Regions from separate parts of the Mus musculus genome. Here regions 1, 3, 4 and 5 are each linked to region 2. Evidence: chromatin contacts called from public HiChIP or PLAC-seq and promoter capture Hi-C data. All regions are on one chromosome and are shown on one strand. Each heading gives the region's core, a stretch centred on a gene start, on an enhancer-like site or on the middle of the called end of the contact. The rest is flanking DNA. Distances are from core to core; before and after follow the strand shown. Region 1 has its middle 19 kb from the start of 4930538L07Rik. Region 2 holds the start of Peli2 (pellino 2). Region 3 has its middle 3.4 kb from the start of Gm41148. Region 4 overlaps Ktn1 (kinectin 1). Region 5 holds the start of Ktn1 (kinectin 1).

What was found. Promoter capture Hi-C pulls out the DNA fragments that hold promoters and counts their contacts. HiChIP or PLAC-seq counts read pairs in DNA pulled down with a chosen protein or histone mark.
Region 1: an H3K27ac HiChIP or PLAC-seq map of the NIH/3T3 cell line shows a contact between it and region 2, with 5 times the contacts expected there. The contact joins the enhancer-like site here to the promoter of Peli2 in region 2. A contact is called at or near these places in 10 of 39 promoter capture datasets (3T3-L1-derived adipocytes, the HPC-7 cell line, HPC-7-derived erythroid cells and 7 more), 1 of 15 datasets of contacts at CTCF or cohesin (the NIH/3T3 cell line), 1 of 484 Hi-C or Micro-C datasets (the AML12 cell line) and 11 of 115 datasets of contacts at active chromatin or transcription factors (the NIH/3T3 cell line, craniofacial prominence, embryonic basal ganglia and 7 more).
Region 3: a FOXA1 HiChIP or PLAC-seq map of pancreatic cancer cells shows a contact between it and region 2. The contact joins the enhancer-like site here to the promoter of Peli2 in region 2. A contact is called at or near these places in 12 of 39 promoter capture datasets (the 3T3-L1 cell line, 3T3-L1-derived adipocytes, the C10 cell line and 6 more), 3 of 484 Hi-C or Micro-C datasets (all in uterus) and 16 of 115 datasets of contacts at active chromatin or transcription factors (astrocytes, bone marrow-derived macrophages, cardiomyocytes and 11 more).
Region 4: a contact with region 2 is called in an H3K4me3 HiChIP or PLAC-seq map of embryonic stem cells, with 5 times the contacts expected there. The contact joins the enhancer-like site here to the promoter of Peli2 in region 2. A contact is called at or near these places in 13 of 39 promoter capture datasets (the 3T3-L1 cell line, 3T3-L1-derived adipocytes, cranial neural crest and 7 more), 11 of 115 datasets of contacts at active chromatin or transcription factors (the NIH/3T3 cell line, acute myeloid leukemia, bone marrow-derived macrophages and 7 more) and 1 of 9 other capture datasets (pancreatic islet).
Region 5: a contact with region 2 is called in a promoter capture Hi-C map of liver, with 4 times the contacts expected there. The contact joins the promoter of Ktn1 here to the promoter of Peli2 in region 2. A contact is called at or near these places in 8 of 39 promoter capture datasets (the 3T3-L1 cell line, cranial neural crest, embryonic stem cells and 4 more), 3 of 484 Hi-C or Micro-C datasets (all in embryonic stem cells), 9 of 115 datasets of contacts at active chromatin or transcription factors (astrocytes, bone marrow-derived macrophages, embryonic limb bud and 6 more) and 1 of 9 other capture datasets (adipose tissue).

What each region holds. Positions count from the first base shown.
Region 1 is chr14:47,775,038-47,777,737 of GRCm38.p6, reverse strand. No RefSeq gene overlaps it. Among named protein-coding and RNA genes, the nearest start is that of 4930538L07Rik, 19 kb to the right of the region's middle. Within about 2 kb of position 1,292, at least 30 of the 459 cell types and tissues checked have an H3K27ac peak or open chromatin away from gene starts, as enhancers often do. A contact at or near this core is called in the NIH/3T3 cell line, where this site is marked.
Region 2 is chr14:48,119,468-48,122,167 of GRCm38.p6, reverse strand. It overlaps Peli2 (pellino 2), which reads right to left and starts at 1,299. Exons shown (of 6, transcript NM_033602.2): 1 at 935-1,299. The coding sequence starts at 1,011.
Region 3 is chr14:47,807,414-47,810,113 of GRCm38.p6, reverse strand. No RefSeq gene overlaps it. Among named protein-coding and RNA genes, the nearest start is that of Gm41148, 3.4 kb to the right of the region's middle. Within about 2 kb of position 1,368, at least 29 of the 459 cell types and tissues checked have an H3K27ac peak or open chromatin away from gene starts, as enhancers often do. A contact at or near this core is called in pancreatic cancer cells, where this site is marked.
Region 4 is chr14:47,708,464-47,711,163 of GRCm38.p6, reverse strand. Ktn1 (kinectin 1) reads right to left here. Exons shown (of 39, transcript NM_001347527.1): 27 at 2,272-2,362; 28 at 263-322. Among named protein-coding and RNA genes, the nearest start is that of 4930538L07Rik, 48 kb to the left of the region's middle. Within about 2 kb of position 1,368, at least 5 of the 459 cell types and tissues checked have an H3K27ac peak or open chromatin away from gene starts, as enhancers often do. A contact at or near this core is called in embryonic stem cells, pancreatic islet and stem cell-derived epiblast-like cells, where this site is marked.
Region 5 is chr14:47,648,004-47,650,703 of GRCm38.p6, reverse strand. It overlaps Ktn1 (kinectin 1), which reads right to left and starts at 1,393. Exons shown (of 39, transcript NM_001347527.1): 1 at 1,265-1,393.

The DNA.
Region 1 (2,700 bases), core at 43-2,542, 340 kb after region 2:
TGTTGCTTATGTTCTTATACTTGCCTCCCACCATCTGGTTATCTCTAGTGCTACCTGCCCTCGCTATATCTGACTGGAGCCTGTCCTTCCTGTGATCCTGTGTCAGAACTCCTGGGAATCAAGCTGCCTCTGGGACCCTGAGATCCTGGTGTGACCAAGCTCCTGGGATCCTGGGATCCTGTGGTCTTGGGTGTGTTAGAGCACCTGGGAGTGGTGCTTCTTCTGGGTGTTGTGCGACTGGCTGCAGGGTTAGTGCCCAAGGTCTGCTTGGGGCACCTCTGATCCTATGATCCTGGAAGTGTTAGAGTGCCTGGAAGTGGAGCTTCCTCTGGGTGTTTTGGGACTGGCTGTGGAGTTCACTCCCAAGGTCTGCTCAGGGCTCCAGCTTAGACTGGAAGAAATCCATGCCACGGGTCGGGTGGAGTTGCTGGGTGCCTGGGTCCCACTGGTCTCCGGTACTGCACTCCTGAGACAACTCTACACCCAGAGGCCCCAGGTGGCGCTAAGAAGAGCAAGTGAGTACAGGAGAGATGGGAGAGGAGGAGAAACAGAAGGATGTGGGCACAGTGAGGAGAGGGGGAACTGGAGACTTGAGGGTAGTGAGGAACAGCCTGATGTGGGTAGCCCGGGATACCACCTAAAGCCATGGTGAGGTCCTGCCCAGTGCTGCCCCCAAGGTTCATATGTGGTCCATAACCCTGCAGCAGCAGGGTTCTGTGATCCAAAAAATGTCAGGCAGATGCCCCTGTTCTGAGCTGCTGCCTGGAGCCATTTGATATTTGAGGGTTGTGCAGAGCTGGCCTCACTCCTTGGAAGAGAAGGAGAGCTGGCCCGTCCCTCACTCAGGAAACAAAGTAGAGCTGATCCTGGTTGCAGGGTGAGCCGGCCAGAGGGCATGAGCACGGGAGGGCTGGCTCCACCACTTGATTCCCTCACCAACTGTGACAGAGGGGAGAGTTGGTCCCAAGGTCATGAGAATGGGAGAGCTGGTTTTGCTTCTTGCCAGTTACAGCATTGGATAAGCCAGGGCAGTCCTGGAGAGCTCACCCTGGAGGTCTGGGTGTCAGAGAGTTGGCATGCTGTCCAGCTCAGTTACCACCCAGGCCCAGATCCGGGGTTTGAATTGGCCCAACATCTACCTCATCTATGAACTGCTGGAGTGCACGAAGGCACTGGTCCTGCAGATCCCAAGCACAGGATCAACAGGCTATCAGGGAGGAGTCCCAGTGAGGATCCAGTATTGATGGTGTGGAAGAAGCCAGAGGCCTGGAACCAGACCAATGACTCACTGCAATGAACATTCGCAAGTAAAGGGGTGTGGACAAATGGTACACTGTATGACACACAGTGATGCATTACAGCTTCCACACTGAGACTTCTTTTTTATCTCTTGGTGGAGAGGTCCCAAGGGTACATGGTGGATATGAGTAGGATTGGGGTGCATGATGTAAAATTCAAAAAAGAACAATTAAAGGGGGTTTGTTTGTTTGTTTGTTTGTTTGTTTAAGAAAAACGACATGGAAAAATAAAAGGAGATGACTAACATCAGCGTCTGGCCTCCACATTCACACTAGCATGTACACACACACCACACACACATATACACACATACTCAAACACACACACTCATGCATACATACATACACACTCACACACATACACACACTCACACATTTACACACACTTACACACACACACACACACACATACACACACTCACACACACCATACATACACTCATACATACAAGCACTCACACACACACACACATATACACACATACTGAAACACACACACTCACACACGCATACATACATACATACAAACTCACACACCCACCACACACTCACACACATACACACACTCACACTTACACACACTTATGCACACACTCACATACACCACACACACACACACATCACACACACATACACACATACTATTCTTGACACTGTCAAAGCCTGAGGTGGGAGCCAGAAATTGAACCTCTAAGTTTTGCATCAGTGGTTCCAAGTGTGGTTGACTGTAGCAGCTCTTTAGTCAAGCACTGTTGAGCATGCAGCCTGCCAAGGCATGGATGTTTCTTGGCCTATGGTAGGGTTTCACGCCTATGAATTCACTTTAAGTTGAAAATATCCTGCCGTTCCATACACCTAGCCTGCTGACTCTCTTAACTTCTGTGTCTCCCTTGTAATGCAGTGCCTGACCCAGAACTGCTCCTCACTGCCTTTTGCCCAGTGCTGTTAGAGACCATGCCACCATCTACCACCAGCCTGAGAGACTATCAGATTGTGTATGGCTTCTGTACCTTTAGAAATTCAAATGCCCCACGTCAAGCTGTCATAAGTTGCAAGTCATCTTGCTGATAAACGATACGTATCCGAATGTGAGTCACACACTAAATATTAGTGCTGTTTATTTTTACATCACAAAAGAAAGAACTCATGGTGTTATCCTTCTCCCTTCTAATAGATCATCTTTAGCCTGCGAAGGACTCTCACTGAACAACAAATTACACTTGCAGGATGTTCCCAGCCTCCCCGCTCTGCACTCAGAAAAATCTTATTTATTGTCAGGACTCAGCTCGGGACTCTTCTTTGGGCAGCTCTTCCAGACAGCACCTCCCCCAGGTGGAGCTGAAGGTTGAGACCCTCTCTGAGCACTGAGCACGCTGCACAAATGTGACTGCCGTCCACTTAT
Region 2 (2,700 bases), core at 50-2,549:
GGCACTTACTTCAAGGTAGTAATCAAAACACGTTTCTCAAAGTTCCCAGAGCCTCTGCTTAGGGGTGAGGAGGGGGGCTTCCTCGCGTGCCTCTAAGCCCACCCATCAACACCCGCGTGGGTCTGAATACAGATCTTTCAACAGAGGACAAAAGCGCGGGTTCCCTGGAGCGGCACATCCAAAGGGAAACCAATCCTTTCCCTGCAGCACTACCCAAGTTGCTCCAGCTCCAAGAGTTTCCTGCACTTTCCACCTCCCCCCACCCACACCCTTTTCATTGCCCACTTTACCCTGCTTTAATCCTGCGAAGCCTCCCTCCTGGTTTATTAAGGGTAAACAATAGAAAATGTCACACGGAAACTCAGGAAGTAGATGAAGTCTCTAATTGCTGCCGTTTTAACGATTGTAGATAATTACTATCTTCAAAATGTGATTTTCACCAGCGGAGTGGGAGCCGAGGAGGGCAGGGTGGCGAGCTCCCCGCCGCTGGCAGGGCATCGGCAAGGCCGGGGCCCGAGGGGTGCAGGAGCCCGAGGGGTAAGGAGATCAAGGGGTGCGGAGACTCGAGAATGGAAACCCGGGAGATCCGGGAACCGTTGTTGAGAGGACCCGGGAAAACCAGGACCCGGTCCAGGCCCTCGGCCGAGCTCACTCCCGGCGCAAAAAGCGGAGGCCAACCAGCGGCCCGGGTCACAGACTGGAACAATGCGTAACCCCCGCGGACTGGGCTCTGGGCTCGGAGACAGGGCTCCGCGTTCGCGGTCGTCGGGAAAGAGAAGTCCCCAGTAGCCACTGGCTCCGGGCTTCACCGAGCGACCCCGCGTGGTGCAGGAGCGCCCTCCGGGCCGCGGCAACGAGCACCCCGGGGACCCGGGCCCTCAGGAGCGCATCCCTCTCCCTCCGCGACGCCCCGCCGCCCGCGTCCCCAACTCACCCCAGGACCACCAGCTCCCCGTATTTCACCGGCTCCTTGTTGGGGGCGCTGGGTTCCTCCTGGCCCGGGGAAAACATGGAGCCGCGCTCGGCCGCCGCCGCTGCCGCCTCCGCCGCGATCCCCGCCGAGTCCGCGCCGCCACTACACTCCCATCCCGAAAACGGGGTGAGCGCGCCGGGGAACGGCACGGCGGCGAACGGGGCGCTGGGCGGCCAGTCCCGCGGCTGCTCCGTCGTGGCTGTGCGCGTCGCCCGCCGGCTTCCCCGGAGCTATCCGTACGTTGGCCGCTACGAGCGGGACCCGGCACGGAAAGCGAGCGGCGACCAGAGCCCCGCGGGAGGAGGAGCGCGCGCCGCCGGGGGGCTGAGCGGGCTGGGCAGGTGGGACGGCCGCGCCGCCGCCCGCGTCTCCGCGCTCCCGCGGCCCCCGCCCGCCCGCCCGCCAGCCCCCGCGGCCCGCGAGCGCCCCGTGTTATGTAAACATAGAGTAAAGGGGAAGGCAAGCCCTTAAAGGGGCAGCTCTGTTTTTCTCCTCTCTTCCTCCGAAAAGTTGGAGCGTGGGGGTCTTCGTCCTCAGCCCGGGGATCCGGACCCCGCTTGCGTGAAAGCCAAGCATACTGCCCACCCCCCACCTCCGAGCTCACCATGCTGAGCGCACTGATCTGGGGGTGTCTGCTTTCAAAGCCAAGCCCTTGAGAGGGGGGCTTAAAAAGAGAAAGAATCTGCCCATGGGGGGGGCGCTAATTGAAGGGCTCCCCACCATTTCATGTATCAAGAGAAAGGAGAAAGAACGTGGGGGGGGGGTGAGAAAAGAGAGAGAGAGATGGAGGGAGGAGAGGGAAAGGGGAAAAAGAAAAGTTAAAAGTTACTTTTAATCCCTTATTCACATCTCTGTCCCTTCTTTCAACCCCCTGGGGAATTTAAAAGGAAATTACCTAGGTGGATTTTTTTTTTTTAAATGAAGACAAATGTTCCTTTATTTCCATGGATTAATCAAGGCACTGTTTGTATTTTATGCTTTCTTATGGTGCTGTGTCTTTAAAATATTGTAGGCTGTGATAGTTTTACTGACTGCTGTTTTTCATCATAGAGGAATTTATTATTCTAGCATTTATTAAGCCCTTGCAACATGCTAGAGACGCTACATATTATTGCCTGTCACTGCCTTTCCAGACTGTTAAATATTTAAAGAAATAAATACTGCAAAAGCTACCCAATGTATAAACATCGAGAGTGTGTGTGTGTGTGTGCCCGCGCGCGCGCGCGCGCGCACACACACACACACACACACACACACACACACACACATACACACACGTTTAGGCTATGACTCTAAGTAAGGAGTTAAAAAAGAAATAATTGCATGAGTAACCTTCCATTCTACTGCTCAGCGCCGTGCATGTATCGCTCTCTGACAGGCTATTACTGTAGTGACATGATGCTTTCTGTAATTTTACTTCAGTTAGTAACTGGCTTTTCTTCTTTTAATTGAGGCTTTGGAGATAAATTACTCCAGAATAACAAAAGCCACACTATTGATGAGCCAAAAATAAACTTTATTAGACGATTACCTTATTTCCGCTAATTACAGAAAGTCTATTCTTAGACTAAAGACAACTAGCTATCCGGCTTATTGTACAAATCCTCTGTACTTTTCTCTGTTATGAAAATGTAAAGGTTTAACCAGCAGCCCTTTTTTAGAGAGTTGAGCTCTTTCTCTTCATATGGTGTTGGTAGATTTCTGTATGACGGAGTGTAGTTTTCCTT
Region 3 (2,700 bases), core at 119-2,618, 310 kb after region 2:
TCAGAACAACATGCTCGGGCAGACCTTGATGGTAATAACCCAGTGTTCACTTCTACTTTCTGCCAAGCCCATTGGGCTACCCCGTTTAGATCGACTGGCCTTGCACAACACACGAAGACACAGTGCCTATCTATGCTGTATTGAGCATCTTCTCCCTGAAGCTTTGGCGAAGTTCTTGCCATTCCATGTGAGAAGAGTCAGACCTTGGAAATTTAAGCAGAAACTACTATGTGGCCAGCGTTGATGTCTTCAGTTGCTAATAATCTGATTTTCCTGCCCTATAAATATTCACTGGGTCACAGGTCTGCAGAGTGAGGAGCAAGCCCCGCAGTGGGAGTCCTGGCAGGCTATGAGCAAAGCACGGGCGGGCGCTCTACAGGAGCCTTCAGAAGGGAATCCCTAGCGCCAGGTCAAGAGAAACTTCTTTGGCTTGACTCTACCAAACGGGAACGAACAAGTAAACAAAAATCAAAAAGACAGAACAAAAACAACAGAACAACAACAATGTCTCATTTCCCAATTGGTTCTACTCTCAAATGAAAACAAATATCTGGAAACATTGTCTCATTGCTGAGGGGCCCTGAATCGGCCCATTTTCCCAAAAAGGTTTTCAAGGACTGCCTTCTAAGTTCAAAGCAGCCTCAGAGCAGGAGCGGGGAAGCCGTCCAGTGATGTGATCTTCCCCCTGAAGCCTGTGCCCACTGACTCGGCCCAATGCTGCATAGAGACTAGGGAGTGTGACTAGACTAGACACGGTTCTGAAACGCTGCTTGGTTCCGACCTTGCTTGCTAGTGATAGAAATACAGACAACTTGTTCAGCAAGTGACTTCCAGGTGGTAAGAGTGATGAAGGACACACACTAGCATAGTGTGGTTTAGAGTAACGTGGTGATCCAGAAAGGTCTCCGAGGGAAGGTGCATTAAGCAGAAATGTGAATGACCAGAAAGAGCCAATCACACAGATATCTGGGGGGAACGCTACATTCCAGGCAGAGCCTATCAACCATGGTCCTAGGACAGGAAAGAAAGCCAGCATCAGGGTGGTAGAGCACGTGAAGGGAGATGAGAATAGAAGACCAAGCAGTGGACAGTCAGTTGGGCACAGAAAGGAATTTGGTATTCAGTTTCTCTGGCTCTCTGTTCTTCGAACAGATGTATATGTGGGCGTGGTCAGAATGTGTTCATTAATAAAAACATAATAGCAGTGTGATAGGCCATTGTCACCAGGTAATGGCTTCCATCGGAGATAGAAATGCACTTATTTGTCCACACCAAAACAATTGATCTTCCTGGCAGCATTCAAGAGCACTGGTATGGCTTGCTTGCACCGGGCCCCATGATTAATGCAGATTTAATCAGCTTATCTGATGGCTATTAGGGCAGAGCTGAGACAGCATCTCAGAGGACCACAACGCACCGACTAGTGTGCACAGTAGAACAATTGTTTGGCTGAGGCAAACAAGGAGCACAGCAGTCCATCCCACAGGCATTACAGTGTTATGAGTAAGCAGCCTTCTCATTGGCTCAAGTCACAGAGACTGCCGATTAATTTTGCCAGTGGATAAAGTTTATCTACATTGATTGGAGTCAATCAGTTGGCCTGGAACACATGTCGTGTGGCAAACACCACGTTGCTTGGGAATACCTCTGACCTGACCTGACATGTGACAGGCAGAGGCTAAAGTGAGCCCATCCCCAGCAGGACTCTGTCAGAAGAGAAAAAAGAAAAGAAAGTTAAATTAATGTCGAATTAATGCAGAGCAGTGGAAGATAAGCCGAACACAGCAGCTGCTGTCTGCCGGCCCCAGAACATTGCCATTCATCCCTGAAAATTGTGTCCCATCCATTATGACAAGGGAGCTTGTGGAAACACCCACTGTGTGTAAGGGCAGGCAGTCTCAACTCCAGGGCTCTAGCCACCTTCCATCTGGAGAAATTATATTCTGTATGTTAAGAACTCATTCTGCCCTGGGCCCTCTGAAATTTGACCAGATGAGGTCACCCATGGTAGTATGTTAAAAAGCTTTACCACACATACTCACACAAACTACCAAAGCTTAGCATGTTTCTCCCATACATGCCATAGATTTAGATCTACCACTAGTTGAAGTGTGAACATGCTAAATAAAAACAGTGCTGAACTGAGAAACACGAATAATTTGTTTCACTATTGGGCACTCATGGTAAAAGTTTACGGATTTCTGTGTCACAGGGGACCTCGTTACGAAAGAAGCAGTGCCTTGATGCACACGCAGAGGGGACTGGCCATGTTTCCTATGCTCTTGGGGGGTGTGGGGAAGAAAGCTATAATGCTGTACGACCGACAAGCAGCTGGAGCTGAAAGAACACTGAAGAGATGGAAATAGTCCATCCAGCTGCTACCTGAAAGACCTAAGTGATTCATAAATATATGTGTGTCCACTCACATATGTACATAGCAGACAGGTATAAACTCATACACACATATTTTAGACATACACATACATATATCATAATATAGTCATATATAGAGACATATACACATACATACACACACATTCAGCACCACACAGCTCCTCGCCTCAACACACCCTTTATTCAGCAGACTCACCTTTCCTGTCCTTTTCTGGGTCTTTCCCCCTTCAGAGCAGAGCCTTAACTACTGACTTTCACCACAAGTTTGCAAACATTGGTTCCATTACCAACACAAGTATGATGGTT
Region 4 (2,700 bases), core at 119-2,618, 410 kb after region 2:
GATCAGAGCACACATATGTACATGTGCACACACAGTAGAGCTGGAACATTGATCAGAGCACACACATGTATATAAGCAAGCTGGAACATTTCTTGCACATATTTTATAAATTATACATTATTTTATCTTATATACTGCATAATAAAATGCTTTAATAAGGAATTTGTTAAATAAATGATCGACTATTTTCCTCTCTGGGGACCTGCAAATGTGCCACGGGACTGTAAATAGCGAGAGGTGGCAGACACGGAGCGGCGCCTACCTGTTGGTGCTTCTGGTGACTGAGCTGGCACTTAAGGAATTTATTTTCCTCTTGTACCTCCTATTTAAACAAAAATGAAACATCAATACCTGGACACAGTTATGATTTTTTTATATAAGCTTTTAAATGTCATACAGTCTAGAAATATTCCAAAATAGTAACCATTTTAAAAGGCTGGATTAAGCCACATTAAAACATAAATGATAGTAATTGTATTTAGTTCCAGTCTTGACAGGGTATGTGTTGGGAGAATGAACTGACATGGCCCCGGTGTCTAGTGCAGGGTGGCATGCATCTAGCAAGAAAGGTTTCATACTGCAGCATTTGCGATGGCTCTTGTGCCTTCTGGTAATATAGACAGGTTCCAAAGACGTGCAGACACACTGAGACATCTGCTGCTCCCATTAGCAAGTGCACACCCTCAGGGGCAGAGCCAAGGCGTACTGACAGGCAGTTTACTAAAACCCCTTTCCTTTCCTAAGGTTAGAATGCTGCTCTCACAACTCTGTGAGGTAAATTACATATGAACTAAATATATGTAAGTAAAAACTGTACTTAAAAAGAAAACAAAGGGCTGGTGAGATGGCTCAGTGGGTAAGAGCACCCGACTGCTCTTCCGAAGGTCAGGAGTTCAAATCCCAGCAACCACATGGTGGCTCACAACCATCCGTAACAAGATCTGACTTCCTCTTCTGGAGTGTCTGAGGACAGCTACAGTGTACTTACATATAATAATAAATAAATCTTAAAAAAAAAAAAAGAAAACAAAAATATAATCACAAAATGAGCATTCTTTCTCCTGAGACTAAGAACAGGACCTCGCTCATATCTGAGGAGATAAACAGACTCAGTTTTCTGAAGCAGGGATGGAATGCAAAGGAAGTCAAACTTAACATAATTACATAAAATGGTAGCATAAATTAGGTTTTTAAAAAGTTGTCCCAGAAGAAAAACTGTAGAACAAAAATAGAATAACAATTAATGTACAAATGACTTAAACATACTAAGAACCTCCCCACCCCCACCTCCCTCAGCCTAAAGCAACAGAACACAAGCCTTCTCACCTTTAGCCAGTGTTGGACAAGAAGGGGAATCAGGACTTTGGCAAGAATGTAAATAACAAAGAACACACACAAGGAGCAATCTGCATGGCCTAACAAAGCTAACTGTAATGTACTTAAGGCAGAGAGGGAATGTGATACAACTGTTCGCCCTAGAGCATGAAGTATGAGCCAGGCTGCTTGAAGGTACTGTATGCAGCTACACATTTGCTGCCCCTTCAGGTCAACGTCGTCCTGTGAGTGTTTGCTAGTAACTACATGAATAAGATCAGAGCTTCACTTTGAACTATTAATAGCTCAGAACACAAAGCAAACTTGTATAAACCATTAACAAAAAATTTTACTTCTAGGAAAGTATAAGACAAATAGTATTCAAAATACATATGTAAAGACAGCCTCTGAGAGTGTATTTTTTAACTGAAGAACAAACCTAAATATACTAGGTAACTTTATCAGCTGGAATTGCTTATATAATGCAATAAAGACCACTAAAAATAGTTGGGCATGGTGACTCACACCTTTAACTCCAACATTCAATCTCAGAAACAGGAGAACCATAAGCTTGAGGTTAGTCTGGGTTCAAGGCCAGGCTGAGCTAATGTAACTAGATGCTGTCAAAAACCTCAAGACCTTAACGACTACTTACTGTAAGTAAAGGACAGAGCACTGTTTGGAGGACACAGGCCTTGGGTTCCTTGAATTTGATCAGCACAAAACAAAGCTTAGAGAGTAGAGAGGCACTTCTATACAAGTCTGAACACTGGAACTTATCGGGGACCTGCTTTCTCAAAGGACAGAAGCAGACCACCTAGCAGGCACCTTTGATAACAATCGCACACCCTACAGTAATGGCTCGTGTTGCACTGTTGCCTTTTATAGGAGTTAAAAGGTTTCTAAAACAACCAAAGACAGTAACTCCTGCAATAAAGAATTTTAGTAGTCACTTACCTTTAATAGCTCTGACATCTTAGAAACATCACTCTCCGTGTCCTTTAATTTAACTTCTATTCTCTTAATTTCATTGTCCTTTTCTTTCAACCTAGGATTTTTACAAAGACCTTACTTTACTAATGTACATGGAAAAGAAAGAAACATACTCCAATATTACTCCTAATAAAAAGGCAGCACAAACAATACCCATCTGTCATTTCTTTTTGTATTCTATCAACTTATAATTTGTTTTAAAAGACAGAATTTCCCGCAGGGTGGTGGGAGCATGCCTTTAAACCCAGGCCAGCCAAGGCTGCATACACAGTGAGACCCTGTCTTTAAAAAGAAAATAACCAGATGGTCAGTGTTCATAACTGCTGAGCCATCTCTCTCCAGCTCCCAAAAGGGCAGCTCTGAAAACAAAATCAATCAGTGCTGATGGGCATC
Region 5 (2,700 bases), core at 144-2,643, 470 kb after region 2:
TACTGAGGGCTACAAAATTCAGAGACGTTTCTAACTCAGGGTTGGCATGGGGAAAGAACCTACATAATTAAGCCTAGCTATTTCGTGTAAGGTCTCTAAAAGAAAGGTGGAATGGGAAAGAGGCTTATTTACCAAGCAACACATCAGATATGAAAGGCTACCGCGGCACATACAGAACACAGGTCAGCCGGAATGCCCCAGGGCAGCATGGACAGATTATCTCAGGTCTCATCACCAAATGCTTTTACCCACACCAGAGCCACTGCTGCCAGTGCTTGCGGGTGAGGGGAGAAAACAAGTGCAACCTAATTCAGGCAAAAAAAAAAAAAAAAAGTTAAATCACCCCTAAGTCACCTGCTACACAACTCAATGTCTAGTTCACCTTTGGGGAGCTCCTCTTTACCTGGGTGTGGAGCTGTCAATTTCTCAGAACACTCCAAAACTTTGAACTATTCTATTCGGCCCGCAGCTTCTGAAGCTATGCTAATCCACATAGCTGCTAAGGAATCCACTTCTAGCAGTGGCCCTGCTGTTAGAATCCGGGTTTCCGCCTCCTCCCAGAAGGACCCGAAGACACTAAACAGCGCACTTTTTGACCTAAACCGAGAGGCAGCCGGACAAAGAAGAGAACGCTGCTTCCCAAGCCCCGGTCTCGGATGGCCGAACTCTGCTCCCTTACGCCAAAAGCGGCCAGATCCGGGACACCCCAAATTCTATTGTTGGACACCAAGGCGGACACACCCCTGGGAGAGAGGGAGAACTTCGCAGGATTTCCCCTAACTCCCAGGACCGGGTGGTGGGAGGGGCGGCGCTCCGGGACAAGCGAGGGGAGAGCCGCTCCAGCATGGCGCACGCGTGGCCCAGCCCGAGCCCAGGGCGCCCGAGGCGAGGCGAGGCGCTCCCTCTGGTCACCCTCATCAGAGCCTTAATCCGCCAGCCCGCCCTGGGGCCTGCGAGCCCAGCTAAAAATAGGCTCCTCGGTCACCCCGCGGCCCTGGCGGATCGACCTCGCCCTCAGAGGAGATGGCCGGGGAGCTCCGGCCACTCGCGGACCTGGGATCGGACCTTGCAGCCACGGGGAGATCGCCGAGCCAGAACCCTGGAGCCCGAACCCGCAGGCGGATCCTCGGAGCGGGCCGGCGGCGGCGCGGCCTGGGCGGACGCTGCACACTGCGACCTCCGTGCGAGGCCTACCCCGCGAGCGCAGCCCCCCGCCCTGCGCCCCGCGCCCGCGCGCCCTGGAGTCCCCGGCCCTGCTCCTCACCCTGCGCAGCCGGGTACCAGGCCGGGACGATGCAGCGGCGCGAGCTCTACCTCCTGGTCAGCGCGCTCCCAGGCCCCGCCGCAGTAGCTCAGGTGCCGTCGCGCCGCCCCGCAGGAAACGGGCGGCTTCGGGGCGGGGCGGCTCCGCACGTCCGGGCGTCGCGGCCAGAGGGGCCCGGAGACCGGCCCCTTAAAGGGACAGGTCCGCGCAGCCGGCGGCCTCCAGATGCCCCGCGCTGGGCTGCAGAGACGTCACCCTCCGCCTGGAAGTCCCTGCGGAATCCCTTCATCCATTCAACCCTACTCTGCCTCCCCCAGTCGGCCTTGGTCTCACGTGACCCTCGCACAAAAGTACCACTTGGCCCCCGACACGGGTTGATTCCTTTTAACCGTACTCCAAGTTGCTAGACATACACACACACACACACACACACACACACACACACACACACACACACACACACACACACGGCTGGGATTTCTCCTCCGAAATCCGCAAAACGAGGAATTTATAGAGCCGACCTAAATAAGTTGTGTGCAAATATTGTAAGGCTGCAATGCTTGCTGGCTGCTGGCCATTCCTTAAGCAAGGTTAAATAACTAGAAACTGCAGCGCTAAGAGGGGTTGACCAGAATCTCTGCGTCTCTCTGCTCTTTGCTGCGAGGATGGAAGCTTTTTCTCCGGTGTTGCTTTTTAGTGTTTTATTATTATTATTATTATTATTATTATTATTATTATTATCTCAGACAACGCCAGTCACTGCCCTGAACATATCTACAACATACTCTAAACTCTCCTCAAAAGTTACCAAATGATTGGCACGCTTCTAGAGTGTGGGGTAGAGAAATAGAATCAGACTCACCATTACCATTACCCAGGAGCAATCCTTAATGATTGGAGCATCAGATAAGTCTCAACATTAACAACAGAGAATGTCCTCATCATAGGCTAGTTACAAGAATGCTGCGCATCTGTCTGCGTTCGAATGATTTCCGCCCAAGCTTTCAGAGCTCTTCAAAGCAGAAATGAAAGCTGAAGCGTTTGTAGCAACAGCCTGATGAGGTATTGAGAATTCCACCAGTGTCCAATCACCACTTCTCAAGGAGCTTGCTCTTTTCCTTTCTCATGAGTATTATTCAGCACTCACCAGCTCCAAGGCCAGCAAAACACTGTTTCTGAGCTGCTGTCTCTTGAACCTGTAAGTGCCAGAAGATTTGGCTTTGTTGGGAAGTGAGGCCATTAGTAGCTTAATACAAAGTGTAACTGTATCATTTCTGTAATGGAATGTAAAGGTTCTTGAATAGCTTACAAACAACTCTGTAATTGCGCCCCCTCCACCCACAAAAAAGTTTCCAGTTAGATTTTTTTTTCTGACATTAGGAAAAGGACACCATCATTTGCATACAAATGATACATAGGTTCCTTCGTAAGTTACA